Regions from separate parts of the Ovis aries genome. Here region 1 is linked to region 2. The links are chromatin contacts, called in public Hi-C maps. All regions are on one chromosome and are shown on one strand. Each heading gives the region's core, a stretch centred on a gene start, on an enhancer-like site or on the middle of the called end of the contact. The rest is flanking DNA. Distances are from core to core; before and after follow the strand shown. Region 1 overlaps PLXNA2 (plexin A2). Region 2 holds the start of PLXNA2 (plexin A2).

What was found. A called contact is a pair of places that touch in the nucleus more often than the background predicts.
Region 1: a contact with region 2 is called in a Hi-C map of hypothalamus, with 4 times the contacts expected there. The contact joins the enhancer-like site here to the promoter of PLXNA2 in region 2. A contact is called at or near these places in 4 of 16 Hi-C or Micro-C datasets (hypothalamus, muscle, retroperitoneal adipose tissue and 1 more).

Annotation. Positions count from the first base shown.
Region 1 is chr12:74,772,397-74,776,216 of ARS-UI_Ramb_v3.0, reverse strand. It overlaps PLXNA2 (plexin A2), which reads right to left. Exons shown (of 32, transcript XM_027975987.2): 29 at 3,268-3,437; 30 at 538-750. Among named protein-coding and RNA genes, the nearest start is that of CD34, 120 kb to the left of the region's middle. Within about 2 kb of position 2,381, at least 9 of the 54 cell types and tissues checked have an H3K27ac peak or open chromatin away from gene starts, as enhancers often do. A contact at or near this core is called in hypothalamus, where this site is marked.
Region 2 is chr12:74,549,127-74,552,571 of ARS-UI_Ramb_v3.0, reverse strand. PLXNA2 (plexin A2) reads right to left here and starts at 1,997. Exons shown (of 32, transcript XM_027975987.2): 1 at 1,301-1,997.

The DNA of each region.
Region 1 (3,820 bases), core at 1,132-3,631, 220 kb before region 2:
GACCCCAGAGAGGATGGGTGTCCCCTCCTGCTTCCCTGTTCCTCTTCTAATGAAGCTTGCTCTGGCCTCTGCTCTCAAGCTGAGTTTGGGGCCTGGACACTTGTTCTCCCTCAGGCCAGAGTCTGCAGTGCTGTGACCAGACTCTCAGTATTCACATTCCAGGTCAGCGCCCTGCTAGCTGTGTGTCCTTGGTAAGTCGCTTGGCATCAGTGGCCTCCTCAGTAAAAAGGGGATGATAATAGGACCTACTTCACTGCTCTGTTGGTATTTTAGTGAGATGATACACACAACATCTTCATCAAAGTGCTGGGTGCTTAGCATATGCTCAGTAAAGGGTGATCAGAATGCTAAATCTGACTCAGGGGGTGCAAAGCTCCCTTTTCCTCCCCCAGCAGGAACTCTGGGCAAAGGAGAAAAAGGTGAGCATGAGGTCTGGAAGGGACCACAAGCAGGGCTTTGAGTCCTTGGTCAGTGAAGCCCAGAGGAGGGAATGGAGCAGGCACTGGGGGCTGGACCGGTCCTCAGGATACTACTGACCTCTCCACCCAGCTCTTGTAGCTGGGGATGTCCTTGGCGTAGAGCAGCTTGTTGGAAGGGGAGTCCTTGCCCAGCCGGTGCTCTGAAGTTGAGCAAGAGTCCATGAAGGTCTGGGCCACCACGGAGAGGCAGGCGTCCGTGATGCTGCCCTTGTGGATGTCAAATACAAACTGGGGGTTCTTGATCACATTCACCCAGAAGCGCAGAGGGAGGCTGGAGGAGAGGGCAGAGGGGTCTCTGAGGGCTGCGTCTGGGCCCGGCCCCGTGCCATCCACTAATATTCCTTCCAACCCCACAAATGCAAAATTCTCTCTGAAGGGCAAGGGAACGGAATCACAGACAACTGGTCCAGCCAGGGCTGCGAATTAAGCCTTAGCTTTGACTGATGCTGGAAGAGAAGGAGCCCCATTGTGCCCTAACGGGAGGCGCTGACCTCGTGCTACAACTGCTCCGAGGTGGGCATGGGGTGGCTTTACTTCCTCCTGGAGGTCTTTTCCAAAGACTCCTGTGCTCCTGGGGGAGCCTAAGTCTAGAGGCCCTGCACCGCTTTCTCAGAGCCCCAGACAAAGCCCCCAGGCTCCCAGAGGCCCCTTCCTGGTGACTGCGGCCATTGTCCGGAAGGACGGGGCGGCAGCCCCAGCCTCGGAGTGGGCACAAAGGCCCCACCTGGGTTCCCCGCCCAGCCAGGCTGGCTGGCCGCTTCCCAGGGCTGGCCCCGCCACGCTGGGCGGAGGAATGGGCTCCCCTGGGAACAGCTCTTTCAGGGCGCTCCCCAGGGCGTTCTCAGCTCCGGGCAGGGGCAGAGGCAGAAGAGGAGGCCATTGTTGGCACGCTGGGAATGACTCGCTGGGGCGCTGCGTTTTTCCCACCCTGAGAGCAACTGATCAGTCGTTAGGAGAATTCTTTCTGCGACTCGGGGAATTTATAATCGGAGGAGAATGCGTTTTCTCTGCTCCTTTGGCCGTGAGGAGGATAAGCCCATTTATTCCCCTTCAAAACCAGAACAGCTGCTGTTTCTGTGGCCTTTTCCAACTTGGCCTCCTCTCCAGCCGCCCGCTGGCCCTTAACTCTTTGGGCTCCTCTCTGCAGTGAGCTCTGTCCCCATTTGTCCTCTGGGCTGACCTCCCCTCTCTCCTTCCTTGTCTCTTGAATCTCCTGGACCCCAGACCTTCCCAAATGTCTCCACGGCCCATGCCAAGTGTTGGGAAAGATCAGCTTTGCCCAGATCCAAGGCCTTCCATTAGGACTTCCGCCTATCTTTGCAGTGAAACGAGGGATCCTTCATTTAACCTGGAGGGGGCGGCCTGGGTGAAGAGGTGGCTCCTCTGGTCCACTCTCCCTTTCCCAGCAGCTCTGAAACCTTCCAGTGTTCTCTCCTTGGACATTAGGTATCTGAGGTCTGGCTAAGAGGGCTGTCCCTGCCACAAATCCAGGGGAGGGCGTTTCTATGACTTGCCCAGATACAGCAGGCACGGGGAGGAGGACAATCCAGAACTTTCTCTTGATTTCCGGGCCGGCCTGGGGGTGGCGGTGGAGGGGAGCTCCAAAGCCACGGCAGAGCCACAGCACGGGCCCTGGGAATGCGGATGGAAGGCCGGTCTCAGGGGCCTGCCCTGGGGGGCTCCACGCCCCGAGACCACCAGACCTCTTCGCTTCGCTCTGCTGTGATCAAAAGCTGTGGCCTCTGGAGGGCTTGGCAGCCACAACACCCCGGAAAGGGAGGAATAGGTGGGGTCCGAGGCCGGGTTTTCCCCCAGTGTTTGGCTGGTTGCTAGGACTTTGGATTCCTAAATAACAGCCGGGGCCCATCTGTGCCGGCTCTGTTTTCCGAGGTAAGGGCTGAGTCCAGACAGCTGTGTGGGCGGCCTGCCCAACTCCAGGCCTGGCCCTCCTCTCTGCCCTCTCTCTGCTCCCTCCTGAGGGAAGGTCTGTGCTCTGGCTCTTGGCCAGGCCTGGCGGGACATGAGGGCCTGTCTTCAGAGTGGTCTGAGATCCAGGTTCAAAACCCAGCAGAGAGACGTCTTGTGCGAAGGGCCTTGGGGAGCCGTCTCTCCCTCTGCTGGGTCTGCCCAGGGAGGGCCCCTCCGGGGACGGAGTCAGGCCCATGGGACCTCCTGCCTGCGGCTTCCTGAGAGCCACGGAGCCGGGCCTTAAGGGGTCGCGTGTGCAACAGCCTTCGCTCATTGGTGAGCTCAAGTTCACGGCAGGTGCAAGCTCTCCCCCAGCACTGGCCAGCCTCCCCAGGGGTCTGAGTTTAATGCAGGGCTCTCCTCGTGCCAGGACGTGCCCAAGATCTGCTGTGCTCGGGAGGCCCCATGCTGCCTGGCCCGCTGCTCAGTCGTCTGGGATGTGGCTCTGTGTGTGGGTTCCCCCCGGCTCCCTTTCCTGAGAACCACAAGTCAGAGAGAAGGAGGTGTGGCCTGGGGAAGGGTCTCGGCCTGAAAGGGCAGGAGCTCCAGTGTGTGTGTGTCCTGGTGCTGGGCCCTGTGCCGGGAGGGCCCTGCCTTGCGCCTGGGGCACACATCAGGTCTGTGGAGCATATGTCCTAGGAGCCTTGGATTACCCAGCCACAGCAGAGAACAGGTTCTACCCCCCCATCTCCCTGGTCCCTGCTGGGCCCTACCCCACGCCCCCACGCCCTGGTCTCTGCTGGGCCCTACCCCACGCCCCCACGCCCTGGTCCTGGCCTTGCCAGGCTGCAGCCCGCCCTGGGCTGCCCGAGGGGTTTACCAGTTGCTCTTCCAAGTGTGCCGCACGTCTGTGTCATGGATGCTGTGTCTGTCTGCCTGCTCATCCAGGAAATCGAACATGTACTTGATGGCCAGGGGGAGCGCGCTGCCCCGGTGCACAGTGCTGAACAAGGTCTCAAACAAGTCGTCCACGAACTTCTGCAGGGTGCCCTGGGAGAGGGGCGGTGGGAGAGAGTGAGGTGGGGGAGGGGGGCCGGCCGCAGACGCACAGGCCGGATGGTGCCTTGCTTGGACTGACCCTGCCTCGGAAATCTGTCTGCGACACCAGGCTGTGCAGACAGGACGGCGGAGGTCGGGGAATGAGGGTCCTTCTGGGGTGTCGGGGAGGTGGGAAGGACTGATGGGCTGCAGGTTTCCAGGAAGAACCGCCTCCAACCAGGAGCCACATGCACACTTATGCTTGTGTCCCTGCCGGGTGGGTGCGGGCAGGGGGAGTTTGATCAAAGACAGCAAGTGCTCTGAGCTCAGGCTTCCCACAGGGAATGAGCGGCACCGGCTGGTATGAGAGGGTATGAGAGGCCATCTAAAGAACC
Region 2 (3,445 bases), core at 748-3,247:
GTCCAGCCCTGCCCGGCCCAGATACTCATCCTCATCTGCCGCTCATAACCTTGTCCACTGTGCTCAGGGAGAGAAGGAAGGGGATTGAGTGGGTTCCCAGATCTCTGTAGGTTCCTCCAAGCTGCTGGGTCCCCAAGCCACCACCTCGAGCTGGTCCTGTCTTATGTCCCGTGTCTACCCACTGCTAGGATATGCCACGCTTGCCCTAGGATCTTAGATTCTTACAGGAGACTGATGATATTTCCTCTACCCACTTCATAGGGCTCTCCTTTCTAGAAACAGCTGACTCCCTCCAACTCCATCCCTCTGAGTAGGTAGCTCAGATGAGTCTGAGTAGGCAGCTCTTTACTAGAGCAAGAATCATGCCAAACAGGTGGACATTCGTCAGGGGCCTGGGATGGTAGTTTCGGGATGGCTCTCTCTGTCTGACCATCCAGACGATGATTAACCTATGTATAGATTACCTGTGGGATGGAGAAATAGGGCTAGAATTTTCTAAGATCCCTACATCACTTGTGGGGTGGGGCAGGAAGATGCCGAAGGAGAGAAATATCCTAAAGTGGCTTATAAGGGGCCTCTCAGACCCGAAATAAGCTCATCCTTCAGCCCCCCGACCCTCTCCTGCAGCTCAGACCTGGGCGGGGGGGGGGGGGGGGGGGCGGGTGGCGGGGATGGGCGCTTCACCGCCAGGGCGCCCAGAGCACTTGTCCCATTCCGTGCCTTGGACTCCTTCCCTGAGCCTCGGGAAGCTGCGCCTAGGATTCCTGAGTCCCCTGCTCCGAAGAACCGCCAGTGGCCTCCAGGGTCTCTGGGCTCCAGAGTGAACGCCGCCCTCCCCCCCGCCCCCAGTCGAGCGGCGGCCACCGTGGACCCGGCTTTCCTGCGGGTGCGGTGTCCGGGTAGGCCCGCTTGGGGCTGCAGCTCTCGGGACAGACCCGCCACCCCCGCGCTGCCCGGAGCCGCAGCTCGCCGGCAGGTGCGCCGTGGAGGCGCGCGGAGGAGCGCCGCCCGCCAGCAGCCGGTCGGGGAAGCGGGGCGCCGGCGGGGAAGCGGAGAGGGAGGCGGCCGCACCGAGTGAAGCCCGCACACACACGCGCGCGCGGGCGCCGCGCTCCGGCCCGCGAAAGTGGCCGGCCCGGGGCGGGGACTCGCCGGCTGCAGCCGAGCCCGGGCGCTCGGGGCTGGGACCCCGCGGAGGCGGGGCGCCGGGGAAGCCGCCGCGGGGCGAGCGCGCTTCGGGAGGATCGGGCGGCGGGCAGGCGCCGCGGACTCCGAGCGCCCTGCCTCGGGCGCCGCTTACCCAGCTCGGAGATGTCGGTCTGTCCTTCCGTCCCCGGTCCGGCTGCTTCGGCCGCCGGCTCCCGAGGCCGGCGCGCTGCCTGCCCCTCCGGCTGGCCCACGGCTCGCGATCACGCGGGCGGCCGCATCCACATGGGGTCCAGACTCATTAAAATCCACGTCAAGCCACCAGCCACTTATCTGTATTCCTGAAGTGGCCCCTCGGTCTCCGGCCCGCGAGCCCCTCCGTCCTCCGCCGCCCGGTGGCAGCCCCGCCGGGCGCGGCGGCCGGCTCGCGGGGAGAACCGGGAGGCGCCGAGGGGGCGTAGGGGGGGCGGCGGCGGCGGTGGCGGCTGGCGGTGGTCTCTCCTCGGGAAGCAGCAGAGCCCCGGCTGTCTTCAGATTTTTTCCAGCGCGACTTTCCGGGCTCCTCTGACATCAGCAGTCGCGGCGCTTCCTTCCCTTCTCGCTCCCCGGGTTCGTTCACAGTCCCATTTCCTCCGGGAACCTCGCTCTCCGGGTCTATTTCGAGGTTGGCTCCGCTCGCTCCGGCAGCCCCCGGGCTCCCCACGGCTCCCGAGCTCGCGCGGGGTCCCTGTCTGGATCGCGGGGTCCCTGTGTCTGGATCGCCTGCCCTCTCGGCTGAAAAATTCCCAGCAACTGCGTTCGGCCGCGCTCCCGCTCCAGTCTGGCGCGGACGGCGCTGCGCCCGGCGGCTCGGCTCCCGCGGCGGCGGCGGCGGCAGGGCCCTGAGCGCCGGCCCCCCTATATTACCAGGCGGCTCATTATCATAGAGGCCGCGCGCCTTAACCCCCTCCCTGCCGGCCGCGCCCGCCCGGACGGGGGCCGCGCCCGCCGCTGGCACCGCCCTCTGCAGCCAGCCCCCTGCCCCTTCCCCACCCCCCGCCACCCCCCTCTCCACCCCCACCCCCGGACCTCCTCCTCTGCCAGCTGTCAACAAAGGACGACCAGCTTGGGCCGGGGGAGGCCGCCCCGCTCTCTGCTCGGCGCCCAACTCCAGCCCGGACCCGCCAGCCACCTTAAGTGGCCAAAGCAGGATTGCTTTGGGGGAGGGGGGTGCGGGGGGTGGGCACGCCAATCGTGCTGGGGCCTGGGAATTCGGGTGGGGGCCTCGCCGAGCCCCGCAGGGCGTGGGGAGCTCAGGACTGAAGCGGAGTGGGTGGGTGAGGTCAGTGGGGACGTGGGCACAACCCCCCCCACCCCGCCAGCATCACCTGTCACCGCGCGCATACTGCACAGCCCCTCTTCGTCTTTAATTTGAGGGGTGCGTTGGGGGGGGGGAGACCGACCTTTGGCTGATGAGGTTAAGAAGGGGGCTCTCGGAATTTGTGCAAGCAGATTCCGTCTGCTCGTGAATCTCAGAAAGCCAACAAGCTGTCAAATGAGGTTTGAAGTTTTTTGTTTTTTGTTTTTTTTAATTACCATTTTTATTATGTGAAGACGAGCCTTGCTCTGAATTGCAAGTTTTGGACTCTGGTTAGAGACCCTGGGCATCTGGCAAGTGAGGGAGGCTGAGACCAGCTGGGAGCTTTCTATGTCCAGACCCAGGAAGCCTCCCTGGCAGGGGAATCAGAGAGGTACATAACTTGTTCTAATACACTAAGGTGAGAGGCGCCTGGATTCCGGATGGCAGTGCCTCGATGCCTTAACTTGCTTGCTTCCACGTCCTGTAGAATCTCGGTTCCCCCGCAGCCTCTGCACGCGGCTTTGCGAAACAGGCCTGCGAGCTGGACCCCAGCGACTTCGCAGGATCTGCCTAGGCCCTGTTGGCGATCAGAGCACACGCGAGTTTACTCAGTACGTCTGAGTGTTCCGATAAGCTCCGTCTACTGCCCTCTCGTGGCCACAGGCCTCAGTGGTATAAAGAAAAGAGAAGGGGAAAGAAAAAAAAATCACAAGAAACCCTAAAAGAAATCACACGTAATTCTTAGCGCAGCAGGGGCCTTAAAGAACAAGAAAAAAAAAAGAGAGAGAGAGAGAGAGAAATAAATGTAGACTCACCTGTTATGTTGTGCAATCACCCCCTGAATTAAGTAAAGTATTCTGGGGGAAACGTAATATTTACTTCATCCACAGAAATTAGCTCATTTCTCAAAAGTTCTTTTCTCACTGTTAATTAGCTGAAATTTGTCTTCTTGTGACTTTC